Regions from separate parts of the Mus musculus genome. Here region 1 is linked to region 2. Evidence: chromatin contacts called from public Micro-C data. All regions are on one chromosome and are shown on one strand. Each heading gives the region's core, a stretch centred on a gene start, on an enhancer-like site or on the middle of the called end of the contact. The rest is flanking DNA. Distances are from core to core; before and after follow the strand shown.

Region 1 (4,245 bases), core at 1,345-3,844, 470 kb after region 2:
GCTTCACCACTACCTTAAGGCAAGTATAATAGATATAATATCTACCTGAATTTAAGTAATTTTTCAAGTCTCTTCAATAGTTCTTGACTTGGACCTTCATTTTTACATACTTGAAAAGAATGAAAGATACAGAACCAATCATTAATATCATACCCTCCTTAATGCTAGAGCCATGGCTCTCATAGTGTTATCTTCAAATCAGAACCTCTTCAAATGGCCTCAGTATCTCTGTCACAAAGCTTTTCAAGTGGTTCTGTTAATAGTATACTCTAGCAGGCATGCTTAACCGCCTTGACCTTGTCACAGAACATTGTCATCTACAAAGTTCATGCTGGAGAACTGTACCATCAAGTTACACATACACAAAACCCCACCCCAAACTCTCATGATGTTTTAGGTAAGTTTATAATTTTGTGTTGGGCCACACTTGGCCACATGCAGCCCGTGGGCCAGGGATCACATATAAGAGAGCATCTGGCCGTAGTGCAGCTCTCCTCCAGCTATCGCACCCCCAGGTCAGGGATGGCCGTGGCCTACACCCAGTCTCCCAGGTCAGGGTTGGTCGTGGCCTATGCCCAGTCCCCTCTTAGCCTTGCTCTGCTTCTCTTGAGCTCATCTGTTGGCAGATGACTGTTGAGTTTGGAGTCCTTGCTGCTGAAGACTCAAGAATTTCTGCAGCAGACAGTTATTGTAACCAGTTTTTTATGCCTCCAGTTTTACACAACTTCTGTTTTTGTCCCTTGTCCTTCCCCCCCCCCCCCCGAGCATACTGTGCTCTGCATGACACATTGTCCCAATGTCTTTTCTTTCCTGCTCATTCTCATAGTGGGATTAATTACTTCTCAGGAAAATGTCATTTTTGTTTAAAAAAAAAAAGATTAACTTCTTGGCAGCATGAAAAGGAAGATACTGCCATTAAAAGCAATTCCTAAAAATTAAAACATACCTTCTTAATATACTTTTCTTTCCTACAATCAAGAATCATTGGATTTCTCAGTGAAAGTGCCTAGAGGGATCACATATAATGCATGTGTGTGTAGCCAGTATAAGAAATTATCTTCCCGCTGGGCGTGGTGGCGCACGCCTTTAATCCCAGCACTTGGGAGTCAGAGGCAGGCGGATTTCTGAGTTCGAGGTCAGCCTGGTCTACAGAGTGAGTTCCAGGGCAGCCAGGGCTATACAGAGAAACCCTGTCTCGAAAAACAAAAAACAAACAAACAAACAAAAAAAGAAATGATCTTCCCAAGGCCGTCACTCATGCTTAAAATCTTGTGGTAAAATATTTATACCAAAAATTCCATCACTTTTATCATGTTTTTAGTGTACAGGTCAGTGATATTTAATATATACCCAGTTGTGCAACGGTCCCAGCCTTCCATCTGTATATCTCTCCTCACTAGAACTGAAACTAGAACTGAAACTCTGAACCCGTTAAGCAATAACTCTTTTCCCTCCCCCCCAGTGCCCCCCAGAATCACAATCTACTGCTATAGAAATGCAGCTGAGTCCCCTGCTGACGTTTTAAAGGTTGAAAGGAATGTTTTTTTATATAACGTTTATTAAGGAAAACAGAAATAGGAATGGTTTATAGAGAAAGACTCTCTAGAATGGGAGAGGGTAGTGAGGTGGAAGAAAGGCATCCACACAGGAGGCTCAGGAAGCTTTATAGTAGCCACCTCTCCTAGGTCTGTGTCTCACTGGGATTTTTCTACTGCTTGTTCTGCTTCTTTCTGCAAGAAGCCCAGCGACTCACTGCAATGAACATTTGCCAGTAAAGATGTGATACACTACAGCTTCCATGATTCATTCTCTCTCTCTCTCTCTCTCTCTCTCTCTCTCTCTCTCTCTCTCTCTCTCTCTCTCTCTCTCTCTCTCTCCCCTGCTTATTGATTGGTGGGGTGAGGTTGCAAGAGTGGAGGGCAGATACAAAGGGATAAGGAAATGAATGGGATTAGAGTACAAGATGTGTGGGTTCCCAGGGAATCAATAAAAAGGAAGAGAAAAGAAAAAAAAGGAGGATGAGGAGAACAACAACAACAACATGCAGCAGCAGCAGCGCCCAGGTGGGGAAGGGCCTCCAGTCTTTCTTAGCAACTGGCTTCTTTCATATGTTAATTTTACAGCTCTTCGTTGCTTGGACACAATGCTTTTTTGTCTCATAAATACAACCACCCTGTGTACCTCAACAGGAAGTGTTTGTCCTTTCTGGGTTTTTTCCACTTTGCATCTCATTAGGGATCAAGCATGTAGAACGGGTCAGAATTTCCTTCCTGTGTGTGCGTGCGTCGATGTGAACGTTCAGGTGCCTGCCTCTCCTGGGCGTTCACCCCACTCAGAATAAATTCACGTGGAAAAACACAGCCTGCTCACTTGGGCCACTTCTTCCTTCTGTCCTTGGGCTGTTGTAATGTAAAATACTTTTGTAATACTTTTAGACCTCCCAACTGTGGTCAACTTGGGGAACTTAGATTAGAAAAGGAGATATTGGTGAGGAAGAGTAACAGGCTGGTGCAGGGAGCCTTTGAGGTGTGTCTAGCCCACTTCCCTATCAGCACTAGGCCAGCCCCCCAGGTCCTGTGGCTCTGCACTTATTTTTGCTTTGTTCTTTAGGCTTAACTTCTTTCTTTTCTTCCTTTCAGACACGGTGTCTCTAACTGTTGAGGTCTGCTCCTCTTAGCTTTTCTTTCCTCAGCTGAGACAACTTGTTACCTCTTCAGGATACAACACCTGCTGTTCTCTTCACTGTTTAAAGGGATTCATCTCAGCACTGATTTTGTGAACAAGAAAGGAGGGAGGGATCCACCCCTGTTCTTCTAGCTAGTCATCAGAATAAGCACAGCTGTTGGAACTCCTGGAACAGAGCTAGCAGATACGGCCACCTACCTGTACATACCTGCTTGCCTAAAGTCTCTATCATGTGATCCACCCACAAGATGCAGAAAAAGAAATAACAGATTGAAAAATCAGGCTAGCTCCTCTCCTCTAGGGACAAATGGTTATTAGTCATACAGAGCCTCCAGAAGGGAGCTGTTGGAGCTTGTTGTGTGTGTGTGTGTGTGTGTGTGTGTGTGTGTGTGTGTGTGACTCATTGAATTCAGGATCTTAAGAGCAGAGCCAGTGACCTGGGTGCACACCTTCTTTAAGTGTTGCCTTTTGCAATGTGCCACAATATGAATCTCTAAGAATTTTACTTCTAGGAGGCTTTCAAACAGAACTTTGGCAGCAGGCAGGGATTGAGCCACGAAGCTTTCAGATGCACAATGGCAGCTCTAAGTTCTGAAGCAGGCCTTTCAGTAGCAGAAAGAAAAACCAGTCACACAGCTAGCTGTACAAACAGCCACCAAACTGAAATGCTCAAGACAGCTGCTTTGGGCCTTTGGTGTGTTGAGTTCAAAATTGTTGTGATTATAAAAGAAAGAAAGAAAGAAAGAAAGAAAGAAAGAAAGAAAGAAAGAAAGAAAGAAAGAAAGAAAGGAAGGAAGGAAGGAAGGAAGGAAGAAAGAAAGAAAGAAAGAGAGAGAAAGAAAGAAAGAGATATAAGGATATGTTCTAGCTAGGTGTGGTGAGGTGTGGGGAAAGGGGATGTCTCAGTGGGCCCATGCTGAGGCATTCCTTACCCCTGAGGGACCAGCCACATGATGGTATAGTATAGAATAGAGTTTATTAAGGGCATGGGGAGGGAAGTTAAGAGGATAGTAGAGGCAGAAAAAGGGAGAGAGAGAGGGGGGGGGGAAGAGAAGAGAAGAGAAGAGAAGAGAAGAGAAGAAGAGAAGAGAAGAGAAGAGAAGAGAAGAGAAGAGAAGAGAAGAGAAGAGAAGAGAAGAGAAGAGAAGAGAGGTAGAGGCCAGCCATGACCACATGGAGGGGAGAAGAGAAGGGGGAGAGAGGGAGAGAGGGAGAGAGGGAGAGCAAGAGGACAAGAGGCCAGAGAGAGAGGCAAGAGTAAGAGTAAGAGAGAGAAGAGGGGGCAAGCAGGCCCTTTTATAGTGGGCCAGGCCATTGGGGGAGGAGCATACCTGGCTGTTGCCAGGTAACTGTGGGGGTGAAAGAAAATGAGATTTTGTATCTTGTGATTCATGTAAAAGAGTTGTCTATGAGCCCCCGACCTGGGGCCAAGAACAAAGCAGAACAGACAGGGCTGTTGTCAAGACATTCCTAAGAACAGCTTGATTGTACAAACAGGGCTATCTTGTCTGGGTCAACACCACCTGGCCGGAACCTCCCCTCTGTCTACTGCCCCTTGAC
Region 2 (4,646 bases), core at 1,225-3,724:
TACAGCAAACACACACACACAAAATGAAAACCTAGTATGCAAAATGCCTAGCTGTTCATTTTCTAGGTTCAGTCCTAGCTAGCCTGAAACTTGCTAGGTAGACTAGGCTGGCCTTGAACTAGCAAAACTCCACCTGCCTCTACCTCCTTTCTCTTTTGCTTCTGTTTTTGAGACAGAATCTCATTCTGTGTAGACCTGGAAAGGCTTGACCTTGAAATCCTGTGTGTCAGTCTCCTCCAGTGCTAGGATTACAGGCATGCATAACCAACCTAGATAATAAGCCTTTTTAAAATGTTATTTGTAATTATGAGCATGTGTCTGTGTATGGGTATGTGCTTGTGAGTAATGGCGACTGAGAAGGCCAGAGGCCTTGGCTCTCCTGGAGCTGGAGTTGAAGGTATATATGAGACTTGTTCTTAGATAATAGAGGGTCCAGGTATGATGGCATACTTGTCTTCAATCCCAATACTCAAGAGGCAGGTGGATCTCTGCCTGTTCCAGGCCAGTCAGGGCTACACCATGGGACTCTTGTCTCTTAAAAAAAAAAAAAAAATGTTGCTCACAGGCAGAACATTTGCCTACCATGCATAAGGCCCTGAATTCCTGCCAGAAGAAAGACACACAAAAATTACTAAGATGCCTGTTCCTAAAGAGAAGAACTTAGAGTCAAGTTGAGTGGGAAATTTATATACAATACCAGGTTTTGTAACAAATTCATACATTGGTTTCTTAAGCCCCACAAGATACCCTTACCTAATCCTGATCATACTCCTAAGAAAACCACATATGCTTAAAACAAATTAACAGGTTTCCTGATCAGTATGCCTATTTGGTTATACTGCTCTGGGCAATACATCTATTTCACACACTATTAAGCGTTAGGGGTTGAGAGCTCAATGATAGAGCTGGTTGACATGTTCATGGCCCTGGGTTAGATCCAGCACCTCTCCCTTCAACTGCCCCATACAACTAGCTACATACACAGTCAAGCTAACAAGTGAGTACTGTAACATATTGAAAACAGACTTTGTAATCACTAATATTCCAAAACTACTCTCTCAAATAACATATTACATTAAAGGCCAGAACACAAGATAATGTAATACTTTTATGCATTTATATACCATTTTTGTTGCCTTTTTTTTTTTTAGATCCAGTCACTTGGTATTTCCCAGGCTGAGGCTGGTATGGACTTTCTGAGCATGAGCCTCGGACCATAAGCAGCAAAGCAACATTTAATCAGTAATATAAGCAGTATGTCCTGCTTGAAAAGCTATCTTTTGAGGATAAACTACCCGATTTCACAGTTTCAACATGTTTGTGTAAGATTTGGAGATGAAGCATGGCTGCTAGTTTCTGTTTGTTTTTGAGACAAATCTTACCTTGTAGCTCTGGCTGATATGCAACTAGCTACACAGACCAGGCTGGCCTCCAAAGCACCAGACCTGGCCTCTTGGCTGACATTTTAAAGTCTTCATTCAACCAAAATGTTCTGAAACCCAGGCAAGAGTTGGACTTTCTCCTCTGTAATGTATACATATTGATTCATCTCAAATACCAATTTTCTTTTCTTTTGGTCCTGAGACAGGGGCTCACTTTGTAGTTCGGGTTGGCCTTGAACCCACCGCGATACTTACTTGACTTTATTGCTAAAATTACAGGTGTGAGCCGCCACTCTGAGTTAATTTTAATTTTTGAGAATACTTTATTACAGTCTTATTTGTAATAGAAAACTGCATTGTAGACTTATAGTGTCCTTCAGGTCTCTAGGTTCATCTCCACCTAAAGGACCAAGCAGGAAAACCGAGGACAGAGCCATCTTCAAGGTTACAGGACCTCAAAGTTACAGTGTAGTGAAAAAAACAACAGGTCCTCTTTGTTGGCTGTGTTTCATTTTGCAAGCGCTGAGTGGCCGGGGTCAAAGAACTCCACAGCAAGTGAGAGAGCGTCTGACAAGCGGTTCACCGCCAGGACACGCACTCCCACGGCCCGGGAGCCGGCGCTCTCGGGCGCAGTTAAACTTTCCCGACGGCCGCCGCCCACCTCTTGGAGACCGGAAGGGCGGGAGCCGGAGACCCGGCTGCTTGTCCGTCCTCCCACGGCCGTCTCGTCGCTGACTCACCCCGATAATATGAGGTGCACGCAGACCAGCCGGCCGAGCGCCGCGCCCCGGGTCTCCGGAGCCGACTAGGGTCAGCGCCCCGGCCACAGGCCCGTCCCGAACCCGCCGCCCGGAAAACCTCCGCTCGCTACCTGACGTCGCGCGCAGACCCCCGCGCCGGGGCTTCCGTCACGGTGGTCGACTTCGGATGGCACCCCGATGCCACCCTCGCCAGGGCCCTCTGACTGGTCCGAGCTGCCATGATCATCTTTGTGAAGCCGGTAGCCAACGCGGGCACCCGGAACGAGGCGCCGCCCTCAGGCCGGCCTGGAGGGACGGCTCCTGCGCCTCTCAGCCAATCCGGGAGCCCTCTGAGCAGCTGGACACGCCTCTTCCCACTAAGTCCCTCCCAACCCCATGACGCCACGCTGACGCTAGGCTGACGCACGTGTCCAGTGCCGCCTCGGGACAGCCAATCGGGGCGCGGATCTCCGGGACACGCTCTGCTCCTGCCAGGAGTCTGCCACTTATGTAATCTTCGTGACGAACTCCTGGGTTCACCTACGGTCCGGGTTTTTTCCTGGAGCTATTTGGGGTCGAGTCTCGAGGCTCGGCTCGTGAGGGCCGCCCTGCCGGGGGAGGAAAGCCCAGGAGCTGGCTAATTATGTAACTGCCTCCCACACCCACCCCACCCAGCGCTGGCCCAGCGTGTTTTCGCTCCTGCTGCCGAGCCTGGCAGATTTTACTGTGTATTGACGATCTCAAACGGTACCTGCTGTGCTGACCCTGAGGTGTTGTTCAGAGAGCAACTTCGGGTCATACCGCCCCGAACAGGCCCAGTGACCTGTCAGTTCTAGCTGCCTTCTTCATACGTGGCCAAGATATGGTGTAGTGTTGCCTTTATGATCCAGGTTTTTCTCATTCTATACAAAGCAACAATTTTGCTTGCCACATTCAGGGATTGGATGAGGTCCTGACTTACATATAAGGGAGGGGCACACGTAACAAACGCATATGTGAAGGTCAGAGTCTTCCCATGTGGGTCTAAGGAATAAGAACTCACTTAACAGGCTTGCATAGCGATTGTTTTTTTTTAAATGATTAGCCATCTCACTGACTCTAATACAGTTTTTTAAAAAATAGAATTATATTTTATTACTATATGAATGTACGTGTGTGATGTGTGTTTGGCTTATGAAAGTCAGACGGCACATTTGTGAAGTCACCTCTTCACCTTCCATCTTTATGTGGGTTCCTGGAGATTCAATTTGAGTCATCAGACTTGCACAGCAAGTTCTACCCAGTAGGCCATCCTGCCTGCTGCATTTGGTTAGCAGAGCTTGAGGAATAAATGAGATTGTTGGTTAAACATAGGCAATAATATATTTTGAAAGACTTACTAGATGTTGGAGGTGTGAATGAGTCTGTCTCCTCACATAGCTCATATTCCAAAAGGGAAGATAGAACTAATGTGTACTGCATTATCGGGTAATTATGTGACTTGTATGTGGTGGTTTGAATATGCTTAGCCCATGGGAAGTGGTACTATTAGGAAGTGTAGCATTGTTGGAGTAGGTTTGGGCTTGTTGGAGGAGGTGAGTCACTGTAGGAGTGAGCTTTGAGGTCCAAAGCTTAAGCTTTGGCCAGAGCAGAAGAGACCCTCCTCCTGGCTGCCTGGAAAAGGGCATCTCTTCCCACCTGCTTCTGAGTCAAGATGTAGAACTCTTGGCTTCTCCAGGACATGTTTGACTGTACACTGTCATGCTTCGTGCCGTGATAATGGACAGAACCTCTGAAATCAGCCTCAATTAAATGTTGTCCTTTATAAAAAGTTGCTTTGGTCATGGTGTCTCTTCATACCAATAGAAACCCTAAGATGTGGAGAAAAAAAAAAAAAGAGTAGAGCACAGTGTGCTGTGCCTGTAATCCTGGCACTAGAGATACTGAAAGAAAAACTACCCAGGCTAGATTGAACTGCACAGGGAGATGCTTAAAAACATTGAAAATGAAATGATGATGTAGCTGGAGAGATAGTTCAACAACTAAGAGCTGCTATTGCAGGGGAGACCAGTTCCATTGCCAGAATTGATGTTAGGCAGCTCACAACATCAGTAACAGTTCGAGGATATCTGTTAACCTCTCCTGTTCTCTGCAGGCACTGACACACACACACACACACACACACACACACACTAAGGGTAAGGACTAGGGAGGTCTCTCAAGATAAAGGTGCTTTTGGCTAAGCCTGACAACACATGCTATAAATTCTTAAAAGCTTTACAAATAAAAATTAATCTTTACTTAAATCCCAGCACTCAGGAGGCAGAGGCAGGCATATCTGTGTGAGTTTGAGGCCAGCTCAGTTTAAAGAATGAGTTCCAACACAGCAAGGGCTACACCAAGACACCCTGTCTGGAAAAACACTAAATAGATAAATAAGTAAATATTTTAAAATCACTGTAAGAAGAAGGAAAGAGAAGAAAAAAACATTAAATAAATAAATTAGGTGGGTTGCTGTTTTTATTCGTTTATCCTGATTTATACA

What was found. A called contact is a pair of places that touch in the nucleus more often than the background predicts.
Region 1: a contact with region 2 is called in a Micro-C map of embryonic stem cells, with 2.7 times the contacts expected there. The contact joins the enhancer-like site here to the promoter of Coq10b in region 2. A contact is called at or near these places in 1 of 39 promoter capture datasets (pre-B cells), 2 of 484 Hi-C or Micro-C datasets (embryonic stem cells and pre-B cells), 1 of 115 datasets of contacts at active chromatin or transcription factors (memory CD8 T cells) and 1 of 9 other capture datasets (liver).

Annotation. Positions count from the first base shown.
Region 1 is chr1:54,583,585-54,587,829 of GRCm38.p6, reverse strand. No RefSeq gene overlaps it. Among named protein-coding and RNA genes, the nearest start is that of Pgap1, 28 kb to the right of the region's middle. Within about 2 kb of position 2,594, at least 146 of the 459 cell types and tissues checked have an H3K27ac peak or open chromatin away from gene starts, as enhancers often do. A contact at or near this core is called in embryonic stem cells and memory CD8 T cells, where this site is marked.
Region 2 is chr1:55,050,598-55,055,243 of GRCm38.p6, reverse strand. It overlaps Coq10b (coenzyme Q10B), which reads right to left and starts at 2,474. Exons shown (of 5, transcript NM_001039710.1): 1 at 2,254-2,474. The coding sequence starts at 2,369.